5 separate regions of the Mus musculus genome follow, and regions 1, 2, 3 and 5 are each linked to region 4. A link is a contact called in public Hi-C, HiChIP or PLAC-seq and promoter capture Hi-C data. All regions are on one chromosome and are shown on one strand. Each heading gives the region's core, a stretch centred on a gene start, on an enhancer-like site or on the middle of the called end of the contact. The rest is flanking DNA. Distances are from core to core; before and after follow the strand shown.

What was found. Promoter capture Hi-C pulls out the DNA fragments that hold promoters and counts their contacts. A called contact is a pair of places that touch in the nucleus more often than the background predicts. HiChIP or PLAC-seq counts read pairs in DNA pulled down with a chosen protein or histone mark.
Region 1: a contact with region 4 is called in a promoter capture Hi-C map of the 3T3-L1 cell line, with 5 times the contacts expected there. The contact joins the promoter of Adcy6 here to the promoter of Hdac7 in region 4. A contact is called at or near these places in 2 of 39 promoter capture datasets (the 3T3-L1 cell line and pre-B cells).
Region 2: a FOXA1 HiChIP or PLAC-seq map of pancreatic cancer cells shows a contact between it and region 4. The contact joins the promoter of 9330020H09Rik here to the promoter of Hdac7 in region 4. A contact is called at or near these places in 2 of 39 promoter capture datasets (the C10 cell line and pre-B cells) and 3 of 115 datasets of contacts at active chromatin or transcription factors (embryonic stem cells, memory CD8 T cells and pancreatic cancer cells).
Region 3: a contact with region 4 is called in an H3K4me3 HiChIP or PLAC-seq map of pro-B cells, with 4 times the contacts expected there. The contact joins the enhancer-like site here to the promoter of Hdac7 in region 4. A contact is called at or near these places in 4 of 115 datasets of contacts at active chromatin or transcription factors (bone marrow-derived macrophages, large pre-B cells, memory CD8 T cells and 1 more).
Region 5: a contact with region 4 is called in a Hi-C map of Th1 cells, with 4 times the contacts expected there. The contact joins the promoter of Cacnb3 here to the promoter of Hdac7 in region 4. A contact is called at or near these places in 1 of 39 promoter capture datasets (pre-B cells), 1 of 484 Hi-C or Micro-C datasets (Th1 cells) and 1 of 115 datasets of contacts at active chromatin or transcription factors (pancreatic cancer cells).

The regions. Positions count from the first base shown.
Region 1 is chr15:98,603,261-98,606,056 of GRCm38.p6, reverse strand. It overlaps Adcy6 (adenylate cyclase 6), which reads left to right and starts at 1,325. Exons shown (of 21, transcript NM_001368413.1): 1 at 1,325-2,183. The coding sequence starts at 1,326.
Region 2 is chr15:98,565,951-98,568,650 of GRCm38.p6, reverse strand. It overlaps 9330020H09Rik (RIKEN cDNA 9330020H09 gene), which reads right to left and starts at 1,327. Exons shown (of 2, transcript NR_028442.1): 1 at 1,126-1,327; 2 at 1-1,012. It overlaps Ccnt1 (cyclin T1), which reads left to right and starts at 915. Exons shown (of 9, transcript NM_009833.2): 1 at 915-1,175. The coding sequence starts at 1,015.
Region 3 is chr15:98,509,199-98,511,898 of GRCm38.p6, reverse strand. No RefSeq gene overlaps it. Among named protein-coding and RNA genes, the nearest start is that of Snora34, 9.3 kb to the left of the region's middle. Within about 2 kb of position 1,263, at least 97 of the 459 cell types and tissues checked have an H3K27ac peak or open chromatin away from gene starts, as enhancers often do. A contact at or near this core is called in bone marrow-derived macrophages and pro-B cells, where this site is marked.
Region 4 is chr15:97,830,236-97,833,058 of GRCm38.p6, reverse strand. It overlaps Hdac7 (histone deacetylase 7), which reads left to right and starts at 1,564. Exons shown (of 25, transcript NM_001378971.1): 1 at 1,564-1,700. The coding sequence starts at 1,682. Gm33636 (a long non-coding RNA gene) reads right to left here and starts at 2,373. Exons shown (of 4, transcript XR_001781759.2): 1 at 1,754-2,373.
Region 5 is chr15:98,633,192-98,636,055 of GRCm38.p6, reverse strand. It overlaps Cacnb3 (calcium channel, voltage-dependent, beta 3 subunit), which reads right to left and starts at 1,289. Exons shown (of 13, transcript NM_007581.3): 1 at 843-1,289. The coding sequence starts at 887.

The sequences.
Region 1 (2,796 bases), core at 76-2,575, 770 kb before region 4:
TGCTCTAAAGCATTCATGTTCTTTCTCCTTGTCGGCTCTCCACCCAGCTCTTTGTGATACTAAGTGTGGAACCCAACGCCTTGTGTGTTCTAAACAGGCATTCTACCACTGAGCCGCACTCCCCTCCCTCCTTTCCTCCTTATTGTTTGCTCCTACGTTTATTGAGCACCTACTGTTAGCCCCAATAGCTCTGGAGATGAAGTGCTGACAAAAATAGGTATAGTTTCTACATGCACAAAGCTTGTAGTCCCCGGGACGGAGGCGTACGTTAAACGAGAAATGATTTAATTATAATGGCAATAAGTACTGTGGAGGAGATGAACAGAGGTTAAACTGGACCAAACGTAGTCTTAGGGGTGGGGCTGGGAAATTTTCCGTGAGGAAGTAACGTTTAAACTGTGACCTGTGGGAGAAATTGAATTTAGTTTGCTGAAGAGTGTGTGTGTGTGTGTGTGTGTGTGTGTGAGAGAGAGAGAGAGAGAGAGAGAGGGGGGAAGGAGGGAAGGAAGGAAGGAAGGATATGGAAAGAATCCCTTTTGTGTAGAGGTCAACGATCAACAGTTCACAGCAGAACATATTCTGTTGACAAGATGTATTAGGCTTGTGTGTAGTTTGTTTTTGTTTTGTTTTCTTTTCTGAGACAGGGTTTCTCTGTGTAGCCCTGGCTGCCCTGCAACTCACTTTGTAGACCAGGCTGGCCTCGAACTCAGAAATCTGCCTGCCTCTGCCTCCCGAGTGCTGGGATTAAAGGCGTGTGCCACCACACCCAGCTCAATTTTTTAAAATATGCTTTTATGTGCATTGGTGTTTTGCTTTCATGCATGTTTGCATGAGAAAGTCAAAGCCCCTGGAGCTGGAGCCATAAACAGTTGTAAGATCTGCTTTGTGGGTGCTAGGAATTGAACCAGAGTCCTTCAGAAGTATGGGGAGTGCTCTTAAAAACTTAGCTCTCAGATCCTTTACTTATATGGTTGCTGGGTCTTTTCCATGTGTCTGTGTTCCTTACCTTTGAGTGGGGGTGCAGCTGCCTCTCCTGGGGCAGTTTTATCAAGACGGTGGGAATGGGAACTGGTGAGATGGCTCCTCAGTTAAGAGCACTGACTGCTCTTCCGGAGGTCATGGGTTCAAGTCCCAGCAACCACATGGTGGCTCACAACCATCCACAACGAGAAGCAAGCAAGCAGGGCTGGAGCAAGAGGGAGAAGGGGGGGAAGATGGTGGGAATGAAGACCAGAGTTGTAGGAAGCGCTCAGGTCACAGGCTACTATGGTGGCTGTGGCCACGCAGTGGTATTAATACCATTCCCTGTCTCTCCTCCCAGCAGCATGTCATGGTTTAGTGGCCTCCTGGTTCCCAAAGTGGATGAACGGAAAACAGCTTGGGGGGAACGCAATGGGCAGAAGCGCCCACGCCACGCGAATCGAGCCAGTGGCTTCTGCGCACCTCGCTACATGAGCTGCCTCAAGAATGCGGAGCCACCCAGCCCCACTCCTGCAGCTCACACTCGGTGCCCCTGGCAGGATGAAGCCTTCATCAGGAGGGCGGGCCCGGGCAGGGGTGTGGAGCTGGGGCTGCGGTCAGTGGCCTTGGGGTTTGACGACACTGAGGTGACCACACCGATGGGCACAGCTGAAGTGGCACCGGATACATCGCCTCGGAGCGGTCCGTCCTGCTGGCACCGGCTTGTGCAGGTGTTCCAGTCTAAGCAGTTCCGCTCTGCCAAGCTGGAGCGGCTGTACCAGCGGTACTTCTTCCAGATGAACCAGAGCAGCCTCACGCTGCTCATGGCGGTGCTGGTGCTGCTCATGGCTGTACTGTTGACTTTCCACGCTGCGCCTGCCCAGCCTCAGCCTGCTTACGTGGCCCTGCTGACCTGTGCCTCTGTCCTTTTTGTGGTACTCATGGTGGTGTGTAACCGACACAGCTTCCGCCAGGACTCCATGTGGGTGGTGAGCTATGTGGTCCTGGGCATCCTAGCAGCCGTGCAAGTCGGGGGTGCCCTGGCAGCCAATCCACACAGCCCCTCGGCGGGCCTTTGGTGCCCCGTGTTCTTCGTCTACATCACCTACACTCTTCTTCCCATTCGCATGCGAGCCGCAGTACTCAGCGGCCTGGGCCTCTCTACTCTGCATTTGATTTTGGCCTGGCAGCTCAACAGCAGCGACCCCTTCCTTTGGAAGCAGGTAGGTGTGACAGAGTGAGGGTGGGAAAGAGAACTTGCTGATGGAGGGACACAGTATCGATATAGCCATGTCTAGATCGATCAGGCCAAGCTTCACGGGCTAGCCTCTGCTTGGGACTTGTATCAGTGAGCATTGACGAGGAACAGGTCTGTAGTGTGTCACCACAGGCCAGTCTTCAGCTCTTTGGCTTAGGTCAGTAGACATGCCATGTGCAGGTCTCCCTGACCTCTTGGTAACCTCTGAGACTCAAGCCCTGTTGTTACTCCTACGAAGAAGCAGCTGTAGGTAGTTTTGCAAAGCTTCCATAAGCAAGGCCTTTCTGCTCCTTGCCAGAAGCTGTGGCCTGTAGCCCACCATGGCCTCAAAAACAAAGAGAAAGTTGCTTGGGGCTCCTGGGGTGAGGAGCTGGGTACTTGGGCTTCATGCCCTTCCCTGCTTGGAACAGTACATACCTTTTTAACAGTAACTTTATAGCTAGTTTGTTGTGGAGCAGAGTCCCCGCAGGGCACTGTCAGACCTCTTAAAGGGACAGACCCTTCTGTGCTAGCTAGGCCCTAGGTTCTCTTCTTGGTTGCCTGAGAAGTGGGGGTTTGGGGTGAACTGCTCTTCTGGG
Region 2 (2,700 bases), core at 78-2,577, 740 kb before region 4:
GGGGTGGTGGTGCAAGCCTTTAATCCCAGCACTCGGGCAAAACCCGACGCCCCTCTGAGCTCCAGGGATGACAAAAATAAGAAAGGAAAGAGAGAAAAAGACCCCTTTACCCGGGGCTGGAGAGATGGCTCAGCGGGTAGGGGCACTGACTACTCTTCCAGAGGTCCTGAGTTCAATTCTCAGCAACCACATGGTGTCTCACAACCATCTGTAATGGGATCCGATGCCCAATTCTGTTGTCTAAAGACCACTACAGAGTACTCATATACATAAATGAAGATAAATAAATCTTTAAAAAAAGGCCCCTTTACCCCCCCCCCCCAAACACTCAAACGAAGCTCAGTGGCGTTGATTTTATTCCTTCCAGATGATTGGCCGCAGTGAAACGGGAGGAAAGGCTGCTACAAAATAGGAGAGCGGTTTCCAAACGCGCCGGAGTTCTCCATGCCGGAGCTAAGAACCCAGGAACCTTTTAGTGGCTTTCGCGTTTCTGCACGGGGCAGGGCCACTCACTGTCTCGTCCTTTCTCGGTTTTCTGAGAGTCTCGCCTATTTCCCCTGCCACTTTTTCCGTAAGCCCGGTGTTACAAAGGGGCCTCCATCACGCACGTCCTCGGAAACTACCCAGCCAAGCGCAGCGAGCGTTAACTAGAGGCCCGCCGGTGAGGCCCCCTTACCGCAGTTCTCGCGCGGAAAGACGAGACCTTTAAAGAACGACGTCAGATAGTCCCGCCCACCTGGCGGTCACACGACCGGATCCTGCGTCCCGGCCGCCGGTCCGTTCTTAGCCGCGGACTGGCTGTGGATTCGTCTACGGGGTGTCGGAGGGGTCATTCCGGAAGTCGGCGCTGGAATCTTCGGCTTTCTGGGCGGAAGTGTGTCACAACCTCGGTGGTCGCCCCTTGGAGGAAGTTCGTCACGTCGCAGTAGTCTCGGCACGGCGGATGTGTGTCGCCGCTCCGGTGACGCTGGGAAGTGCTCGCAGCCCCCGCCGCTGCCTCTTGGTTGAAGCACTATGGAGGGAGAGAGGAAGAACAACAACAAGCGGTGGTATTTTACTCGCGAGCAGCTGGAGAACAGCCCGTCGCGTCGCTTTGGCGTGGACTCCGATAAAGAACTCTCTTACCGCCAGCAGGCGGCCAATCTCCTCCAGGACATGGGACAACGTCTGAACGTGTATCCTTTCGGCCTAGGCCATCGGCCTCGGAGTGCGTCCGGCCATGCTTCGACGTCCGGGCCGGCGACGCTGGTGGGGACAGAAGCGGGTGGGGTGGTGGCAGGAGCTGGGCGTCTAAGTTGGGAGAACCCACAATGGCGCTCGCTGGCCGAGCCACTGTTCGCGCGAGGGAAGTGAGGCGGAGTCAATTTCCCGCTCGCTCACCGGTGCCACCGGCCGGGCTGCCGACTCGTACCTCTCCTGTCTTTGTGTTTTCGCTGCTCCTTCCCAGCCCCCGTCCTCTGGATTCTGCCCTGTTTTAGTGGCTTTTGAGAGTCTTCTTTCTGCTGTGACCTAAGGCTCCGTTTAGGACGTTTCGCTATCGACTCTGCCTCCCCAAAGTGTATAAAAAGGGTTTCGGGAAATTCTGTACGCAAAGGACTTATGAAGGTGGTCTGGAATTGCTGCCCCAGTTTTGGTTCCAAGCCCGTTTCTCTCACTAGCTGGCTAACCTGTCAGATTCTCGTTTAAAACAAAATGTCCCAATGTCTGCCACCACGCTTGATATTCAAACGTTCTAGTAGCTGTTTCATGGAATTTAAGAGGAAAAAAAGATGTCAACTTAGGTTTGGGGGGAGGGGATATACAAGTTGGTATGCTTAAAGTAGTTTTCAGAATATTAAGTCCTTGCTTCTTTGGGCACTAGTGATAGTTTATTCATTAGGTTTCAAAATTTAGAGGTAATGTAGTTTAGTGATTTCCCCCCTCCCAGTTTTTCTTATGAAAATACAGTCTTGTGGCAAAACTAATAGTTTTAAAGTTCTTTCCGTTGTCCATATATATATATATTTTTTTTCTTTTTCTTTTTTTTATTTTACTTCCACTTATGTAGCATTTATTTAAGAGTGATGCTGAGGGCTAGGCCTGGTGTCCTGTGCCTTTGATCTGAGCTTTGGAGAAGTAGAAGCAGGCCAGAATTTCCATGTAAGACCCTGTCTCCAAGAAAGAAAAAAAAGTGCAGAGTTTAGGTCTCTAGTGTTTTTAAGTCTGAAGGTTGTATGTTGTATAGGTGTTCTCTTTATTGCCAGTTGTCTCCTATTGAAATCCAGTTTCCCAAGCATTTGGTCAGTGCACGATCAAACCTCTCTGAGTTTCTGTCTGTGTTTACGGCACCTTTTAAATGTGTGTTTAAGCTTGCCGCCATCATATTGTCACTTCTATGCAGACTGTTGCTGAGGTCTGTGGGAATAAGTACTCTTACGTTTTGGGGAGGTTGGAATGGTACCCGTACAAAGGAAGGCAGGGGTTTATTTTCAGTGGATGACTATCAAATGGTTTCAAAGGTTTTATACTTCAGAGGTCATGTAATATTTCCTGAAGGAATCAGAACTAAGCAGGGTGTGGTGGTGCGTACCTTGAATCCCATTGCTCAGGATGGGGAGGTGAGCAGATCTCTACTTCTGATGCCAGCCTGGTCTACACAGCACGTTTTAGGACAGTCAAGGATTCATAGAAAAACCCTGCCTTGAACACTGCCCACCCACC
Region 3 (2,700 bases), core at 14-2,513, 680 kb before region 4:
GCACGTTTAGTCCTGTCATCAGGAGGCAGAGGTAGGCAGGTCTCTGAGTTCGAGGCAAATCTATTCTACAGAGCAAGTTCCAGGACAGCCAGGGCTACACAGAGAAACCGTTTCAAAAGCAAAAGCAAAAAAAAAAAAAAAAACCTAAACAAACAGAAAAATCTTTCACCTCCTCTAAGGCCAGGAAGCCTCACTTAAATTTCCATTTGTGGTAAACAATCACAAAGTAAGGATGTTGGAAGCGTGTTCATAACTCAAGGACTGCCTGTGCCTGTAGCTCAGAGGCAGAGCACACATGTGCCATGGGACTATCTATCCCTAACGCCGGGGAAGAAAGCAATGCGAGCCCACCCACGGAAGTACAGAATCCGCGTTCTCAAGACAATGTGCTGAGAAGCGGAAGTGCACAAAATGGGAACTGAGAGAGAAATGAAAAGCGTCTGCTTGTGCTTTAGAGAATGAATTCATTAACACCCCCCCCTCTTTATTTTAAATAAAAAATAAAACAGACTCTGGGCAAGTCCCACGCGATGCTGTATTCCAGGCTAGGGAAATAGGAAAGTAGCGCCTGGGCCAAAGGTGTCCAGTGCGGGAGCAGAGAACAGCCACAGGATAAATGTGCTTATATTCCCTGTACTATAATGGCTTTGCAGGAACTTGGAAAGCAAGAGAAAGCCCAGGGGAGTTACTCTGGATCTGGTTACTGAGTCTCTGGGACAAGGCAGATAGTGAAGTGTCCTGCTGACTGCGTAGGAGGCAGAAAAAATTAGCCTCCATTATAACCTATTCTTGAAAGCAAAGCTTACAGGTCCTGGGACCACAGAATCGGGGATAACACTTGCTAATGATCCAGGTGACCACTGGGACGCCTTTTATTATGGAGCCGATGCTGGTGAAACGTCAGAGACGGTTAATAAACACAACTCTACAATGCGGATAGTCTGAGAGTTAAGAGTGCGCCAGGCTTCCCATTGTAAACAGTTCCTCTAGGGACCATGGTGGATGTTCAGCACAACACATGGGGTCAGCAGGGGCTGGAAACAGTTGGCTTCTGTGGACCGTGCAGTGGCGTGCTCCCTCAATCCCCAGACCTGCCGCTGCTTGCATTGCAGGTACTGATGCTGCGTGGGACCGAGGCTGGCTGCTCCGACACACCTCTTTGTAAATGTGTCTACATTTCGGGTCTTGAACCACCCCTGCCCACCAAAGGCTTGGTTGCTTGGGAGATAAGTTGATGAACTATGGGCAAAACACAGCCCGACAGCGCCCCCGTGTGGTCTTCGCGGCATTTGGAGAAAGCCTGTATCGCAGAGTCTGTCATGTGGAGTGGGGGCATGTGAATGTGTGTGTGTGTGTGTGTGTGTGTGTGTGTGTGTGTGTGTGTGTGTGTGTGTGTGTGGTGTGTGTGTGTGTGTGTGTGTGTGTGGTGTGTGTGTGTGTGTGTGTGTGTGTGAGAACTGTCTTTGACTTTGGGTCAGTGCCCTTACGCAGTGCATCAAGAGCAATTCGTTTTCACCTTGGAAGATCAGCGATGGACATTTGTTGTATCATGTTATCCTAGGAATATTTATGTAGCATTACCCCAGGAATATTTATGTAGCCCTACTATTTTCTGTGGTTTGGAGACGGGGGGGTGGGGATTTGGTGTCCTGGGAAAGGCCCAAGGTGGTCACTTTGTATCATTATACCGATATCTATATAATTACACATTTCTGTTATCTATCATCTATTTATCTATCAATAATATCCATCTATCCCTACCATCTGTCTAACTACTATCTATCTATCTATCTATCTATCTATCTATTCTATCATCATTCTAGTTCCTCCTCCTCCTCCTCCTCCTCCTCCTCCTCCTCCTCCTCCTCCAAGACAGGGTTTCTCTGTGTAGCCCTGGCTGTCCTGGAACTTCCTCTGTAGAACAGGCTGGCCTCGAACTCAGAAATTCTCCTGCCTCTGTCTCCCAAGTGCTGGGATTAAAGGCGTGCACCACCACTGCTCTGCCATACCGTCAGCTTCTAACAGTGCTTTATGAAATGTTAGAAGTATGTTCCGGGGGATTAAATGGGAGTGTCTTTTCATATTCACTTCATATGAGTCTGCTGATAACAGAGGCCACTTTCCAAAGTGAAATGCAAGACTGAATGTTTACAAAAAAGAGTCTAGAAGCTTGCTTTACATTTTTTCTTTAAAAAAACATTTTTTTAAAGTTTATGTGTATGGATGTTTTGTGTGCATGTGTGCATGTGTAGTGCATATGTGCCTAATGCACTCAGAGGCCAGCAGAGGGCTTCTGATCTTCTGGAACTGGAGTTATAAATGGTTGTGAGTTGCCACGTGGGTTCTGGGAACTGAAACCAAGTTGCCATTAAGGCTCATGGTGGCACATGCCTTTAATCCCAGCGCTCAGGAGGCAGAGGCAGGCAGATCTCTGAGTGTGAGGCCAGCCTGGTCTGCAGAATTCCAGCACAGGCATGGCTACACAGAGGAAACCCTGTCTCAAAACAAACAAACAAACAAACAAACAAACAAACAATATCCAGTGCTCTTGGAGGGGACTCCTCCAAGGGCTTGAATCACTTTCTAGCTTTGCCCTTTGAGCTAAACCTTGTCTTCTAGGTTCCAGCTGCCTGCACTCCACTGCTGTTGCTGCTCTTGGTGGTCATCTCATGGTACTGGCATCTCCAAAACACTGCTGTC
Region 4 (2,823 bases), core at 315-2,814:
GGACATGAACAGCTAGCTGACAGGGCTGGCTGTGGTAGTAATAACGGTAACTACCTCTGAGCAAAGTACCAGGAGACACTGGGCAGGGATGTGTGTGGTGCCACATTGCAAGAGGCCATGGATGCTAGGGCAAGGTTGTAGTACCCATTAACAGGTACAGAGGAGTTACACTTAGCAGCTGAACAAGGGCACATGAGTCTAGACCTGTGTGTGACCTAGCAACATGGCCAACGTCCCTCTAGGCCACTCAAGACTCTGGCTTCCAAGATATCACATCTCTAGGTCTGCCTCATTTTCCCCTTCTAAAGGTTCTTGGAGTTCCGAGGACTCAGAGAGTAGATTGGGACCAGAAGGAAGCTGCCTTTCAGTGGCGGGCACCTCAAGGGCAGGGGAGCATAGTGTTCCTGGTGAATGACCGCTCTCCCTTCCCAGTTTTCTGACCTGCCAAATTGCTGGAGGCAACAGGACTGACAGGCCAAGCCAGGAAACTCAGTGGGAAGGTCCTCGGCCCCTGACCCTTGAATCTGACCTCCTCCCGTCTAAGATGGGGGAGAGGCAGGGAGGGCTTCAGTGCAAAGCCAGTCCTCAGCTGAGTTTATTAGCTGAGGGAGGGCTGGAGGCGGCTGCATTCCGACTCACAGACTGGAACATTTCTGTGATCCGCTGTAATGCACTGGGGGACACTGGGCACATTGCTGAAGTTTGACTCATAGGGTCCAGGAGTGGGGGGGCAAAGGAGGGTCATTGTGGAGGGAGAGGAATGGAAGAGGAAGAGGAGAGGATGGAAGGAAATCCCTTGAGAAAAATTTTTTTTAAGTTTCGAAAACTGCACCACCCCCCATCCCCTTTTTTTTTTCTTTTAATAGGAACAGACTGGACCCTTCTGCTCCCCTCAGCAGACAGTGGGGGCGGGGGGTGCCACTGGGGTTGGACTGGCAGTGGTTCAAATCAGATCCTGAAGTGTTCCTGAGGAGAGTCGTGTGTGTGTGTGTGTGTGTGTGTGTGTGTGTGTGTGTGGTGTGTGTGTGTTAGGATGGGGCAGGGGTGTCCGTCTGGGATTCCTTGCTCGAGACTCCAAGCGTGCCCTGCTCTCCCTGTGTGTAGCGCTGCCCTCGTTGACTTAAGTGTGTAGATGTGTGCACAGGAGTCCTTCCCCGAAGCGTAAAGCACCCTGGCTTGTGTAAACATGGATGCACGCCCGTGTACGCTGTGTATGCACGGGTGCGTGCACTCAGGTATCTGGGTTTCCGGGAATTGTGCGCGGGGCGCAGCGCCGCGCGGCGGCTGGGGCTTCCGCGGCCGCGCGCGGGTCCGGCCGCGTCCCGCGTTCCGGGTTCGGCGCTGCCTCCCGGGCGGTGAGCCGCGCCCCGCCGCGATCGGTGTCTGCCGCCAGGCTGTGTGCTGCTGAGCGAAGCCCGGGTGGTGTGTCCCAGGGCCGCCAGCGCCGGCCCCCTCCCTCCCCTCCCCCTTGGCCCGCTCTCAGACTCAGATAAAGCATTTCCTTCCATTGTCATCCTACCCGGCCGGCCAGGCTGCCAGGGCCCTCCCCCTCCCGGCCCCCTCCCTTCCTCTCGCCGTCTCACAGTCGCTCTGCAGCCTCCGGCGACCGGGGGGATGTGAGGCCGGCGCCCCGGCCCCCCGCCCGCCATGAGCCCCCGGCTCTGAGGGCCCCGGCCCCTGGATGCACAGCCCCGGCGCGGGTGAGTACCGGGCGGCCACCCCCTCCCCGTCCGCCCCGCCCTGCGCGCGGCACCCTGCGCTGCTCGCCCCGGCTCCCGCTCCGGCTGCGGCTGGGTCTCCGGCCGGTCCGGCTGGCCGGGTCCTCCGCGCGCCCTGGACCGCGCCCGCTCGCCCGGGCTCTGGCCCGCTCGCTGCCCCGGCTGGTTCCGGGGCCGAAGGGCTCCGGCCTCCTGCGGGGCGCCCACATCCGCCCGCTCCCGGGCAGCGACAGGCCCCGGGGAGGCAGTGGGAGGCCCGGGGCCGCCTGTGCAAGGGCCGGGCGTCCCGTCACCCTCCTCCCCGGGATCCGGGAGGCACGGCCGGCCGCCGAGGCCCGGGAGGGGGCGGTGCTCCGGGACCAAAGGTTTGGAAGCGGGAGGGCAAAGGCTAGGACCCACTGAACTGGCGCAGAACTTGCAGGGCTGGACATCAGCGCCCCTGTCTTGTAGAACTGGGCAGGGCCCTACTCAGATCCTGTAGCTGAGGGAAACGTCCCCTGGAGGGGTACTGGGCTGGGAGATTTCTCTGAGCATCACCCCTTATCCTTGATCACCCATCATAGAGAGACAGACACTGTGTTCAGCCTAGCAGTGAGGACAGTTAAAGGCGTGGGGAAGTGGGGGCCGCAGGCTGAGTACTGAGAGAGGTAGGGAGGTGGGGAGCTGGATCTAGCCCCCCCACCCCCACCCACCCCCAGTCTGATAGTACTGAGAAGTATGAGAACCCGGGCAAATCTGGCAACTGAACTGTCTTTTCGCCACTGCGATTTCTCCGCCAATTGAGTTGGAAGAAAAACCTAAGTCCTGCATGCAGGTCGCTTAATGAGTCCCACTTATTTCTCACTGGCTGCCGGTTTGGGGCCGACTTAGGGCTGACCATTGGTTCCCTGAACTATCCTTGCTGGCTGTCCAGCACTCCCCCAAAGCATCCTGCATCATCTGGCGGGGTTGGCTTGCTGCTAAGTATCCCTTCCCACATCCCAACGCAGCATCTGCTTGAGGCCCAGTTCTGCCTGCCAAAGTTTCAGGGTGATAATAGGACATTGGCCCTCGGTGGCCCTGGAGGGAGTGCAACATCTGGAATCAGGAGCTAGTCCTCCAGACT
Region 5 (2,864 bases), core at 40-2,539, 800 kb before region 4:
CCCCCCCAACTCTTGTCCCATCTTTCCAGGCAGTCTTTCTGCTCTCTGAGCTCCGGGAATCACTGTCTAATGAGCTGATTTGTCTCAGTGGGTCAGGAGATAAAAGCAAAGAGAAGAATTAAATATTTATTGGTTGCCTGGTTCTCGGAGCAAAGAGCTTCCTTCCCATCCCCATGCCCCTGAGCTCCCCTGGCCTCACCTCCAGGCCCTCCTCTGCAGGGGGCTAGACTGAACACAGTCTGATGGCCCACCCCTGTGGTTGGTGGCCTTTCCAAGAAGCTGAGCTAGAGGCAGTGGTGAGTGAGAGCAGTCAAGGCCATGCGCAGGGGGGGTGGGCAGAGAGGAAAAAGAGACCAAGTTCTAGAATTCCTGTCTGCAGAGGCTGGTACGCGAGTCGCTAATGTTCTTCCAGCTCCCTAATTTGTCATTTACTTGAGGCACAAGTCCGGAGTGTCTCCCCCGGAGCTCAGCTTTCCCTGTTGTGTTCAGACCCCATGAACCCAGGATACGGAACTCCAAATGTTCCATGTTCGCTCTAAAAACCTCGGTGTCGGGGCCTTCTGTCCTCCCCTCCTCAGCCTCCTATGTCCTGAGCTTTGGGGCCACCTGCTCGAGCCTTCCCCCTACAGCGTCCCTGTGCACACACCGGAGTACCTGGGATACCTGGCTATGAGAGACCATCTTCCCACTTTCCTAGAGAGCCCCCCGCCGGCTTACGCGCGCTGCCCCGCTCGCTGCCAAGGCGTTTTTCAAAGTGCAGAACTGGGGGAAGGGTTGAAGAGAGAGAGGTGTCATCCCAACTCCCCCACCCCCACCCCCCACCCTCCCCCGCGGGCACTCACCGCCTCCGAGTCCTCAAACCCGGGCACGTAGGAGTCGTCATACATGGGGGAGTCCGGGGTGGGTGGGGGGAGCGAGCGGCGCCGGGGGCGAGGACGGCGGGCCGCGCCCGAGATGCCACCGAGCCGCGCAGCCCTGCGGGCGGCGGCGGCGGAGAGCGCGAGCGCGAAGGAAGGAGCGAGCCGCGAAGACCAGCTGCTCGCAGCTCAGATCACCGCTCCCCTCCCCACCCCCCAGCCCAGCCGGTCCCACCCCGAGCGCGCCAGCGCGGCTGAGGAATCTGCCGCCGGCTCCCACAACAATAGTGCCCGCCCACCTGACCCCCTCCCGGGAAGACGCGGGCGGCGGGGGCGCGGCAGCCAGGGGGGACCCGCCGGGGCCGCGGAACCGGGCGCACGCGAGTCGGGAAGGTGGGTCCCCGGCACCTCCGGGGCCGGGGCGGCGGGGAAGAAGGGCGGAGAGGCTGCAGGCGGGGCGGATCCCGGCGGGGAGGAGGCGGGGCGAGGAGAGATGCAGAGACAGGGACTCTCGCAACCCAGGAACTGCTCCGCCGGGAAACAAAGGGCTGGCGCGGGGGAGGGGAAGGGGAGAGACGCCGCAACCAGACGCGAGCCCGGTGGAGAATCGAGAGGGTGCGGGCGGCGGGGAGGATGGCTGGAGAGAGAGGAGGACTGGAGGCAGGGAGAACGCGGAGACAGGAAAATGGAGATCTAAAGGAGGACGGACAGCAGATGGGGAAGAGGTCTCAGGTGATCCGGCAATGTCAGCTCTCTGCAAGTCCTGGAGACACCCAAAGCAAACCCCGCAGTGGTACTAGGGAGAAATGGTTTTGAGCTCCCAGACCCGTGCCATGAAAGCAGCTCCTGCCCCAACAGGTGCCCGGCCCTCTCCGTTCCGGGCTGCGGTAAAGGGCCGACCCTTAAGAAGGGGGAAGTTCGGGGACGGTGGCTAGGCCTCCCCACACCTGTTGCACGGGCAGATTTTATCCAAGTTAAGCCGGGATGGAGATTCTCTTCTTCACTTCCCTGCCAAGGATTGTGCCAGACATTGCCAAAGCATCCGCGGGAACTGGGGCAGAAAGGGGCTGTTTTAGGTGAGCTTAAAGGGTGGAGCAAAGGTGCGATCCTGACGCTGAGGTTGGGAAGGAAGAAGGGTAAAGCCTACCGCTTTGCAAAAGACCAGAATTACGTACGGTGTGCAGGATGCTGGTTCTAATCATCCAGCACCAGTCAGCGCCCTCCACCCCCACCCCGCCATTCGAGGAAAGAGTCGCAATCTCTGAAGAGATCTTCTAAAAGCTGTCATCATTTGAGCTCGCTCCCTTTTTACATCCCTCCCCCCCCCCCCCCGACCAAAATTTTCCTTTTGCATTTTAACCTCCTGCTTGGGCATCCCAAGAGGATGTGAGGCAGACACCAGCCGTGCTTGGTGTCTCGCTTTCTCAACTCAGCCCTTTGCCACTTCTAGCTCCTGAAACCCCGGAGGGTGTAAGTTCAGGACACTTGCCCACCCTTCCGGTTACAATTGGGAAGGGTTCAAGAGATCTATAGAAGGTTCTGTGCGGTAGAAAGGAGAGGAAGACCACCCACCCAAGCCAACTGGCTTCCCACCTATATCTTATCTTCCTGTTCCCTCGGTAAGAAAAAGATGGGGGGGGGGGCTCATCTAATGACACCCTAGTCTGTCTCCTGACTGAAGGACCGGCAGGCAACTTTATTGGAGCCCTTGTGTCTGAGGGCACCAGCTGCAACTGGGGGAGGCAGCTTCCACTGCTCCAACCCAGTGTGTTTGAGGGTTAGTTCGATATCTTCTGTGTCCCCAAGTACTGCCTTGTCCTGTACCATCCTTTTCCTTTGTCTCCTTAGTCCCCTCTCTCCTCCCAGAGGGTGGAGAAGTGTCAAAGAGTAAGACCCTTCTGGCTCTCTTCTCCTGGAAGAGGGTCCCGTCTGGAATCTCCTCCCCTGGCCTCTCTAATTTTGGGACTGTCCACCCACCCATGGGGATCCCTGGACTGTTAGGCAGCA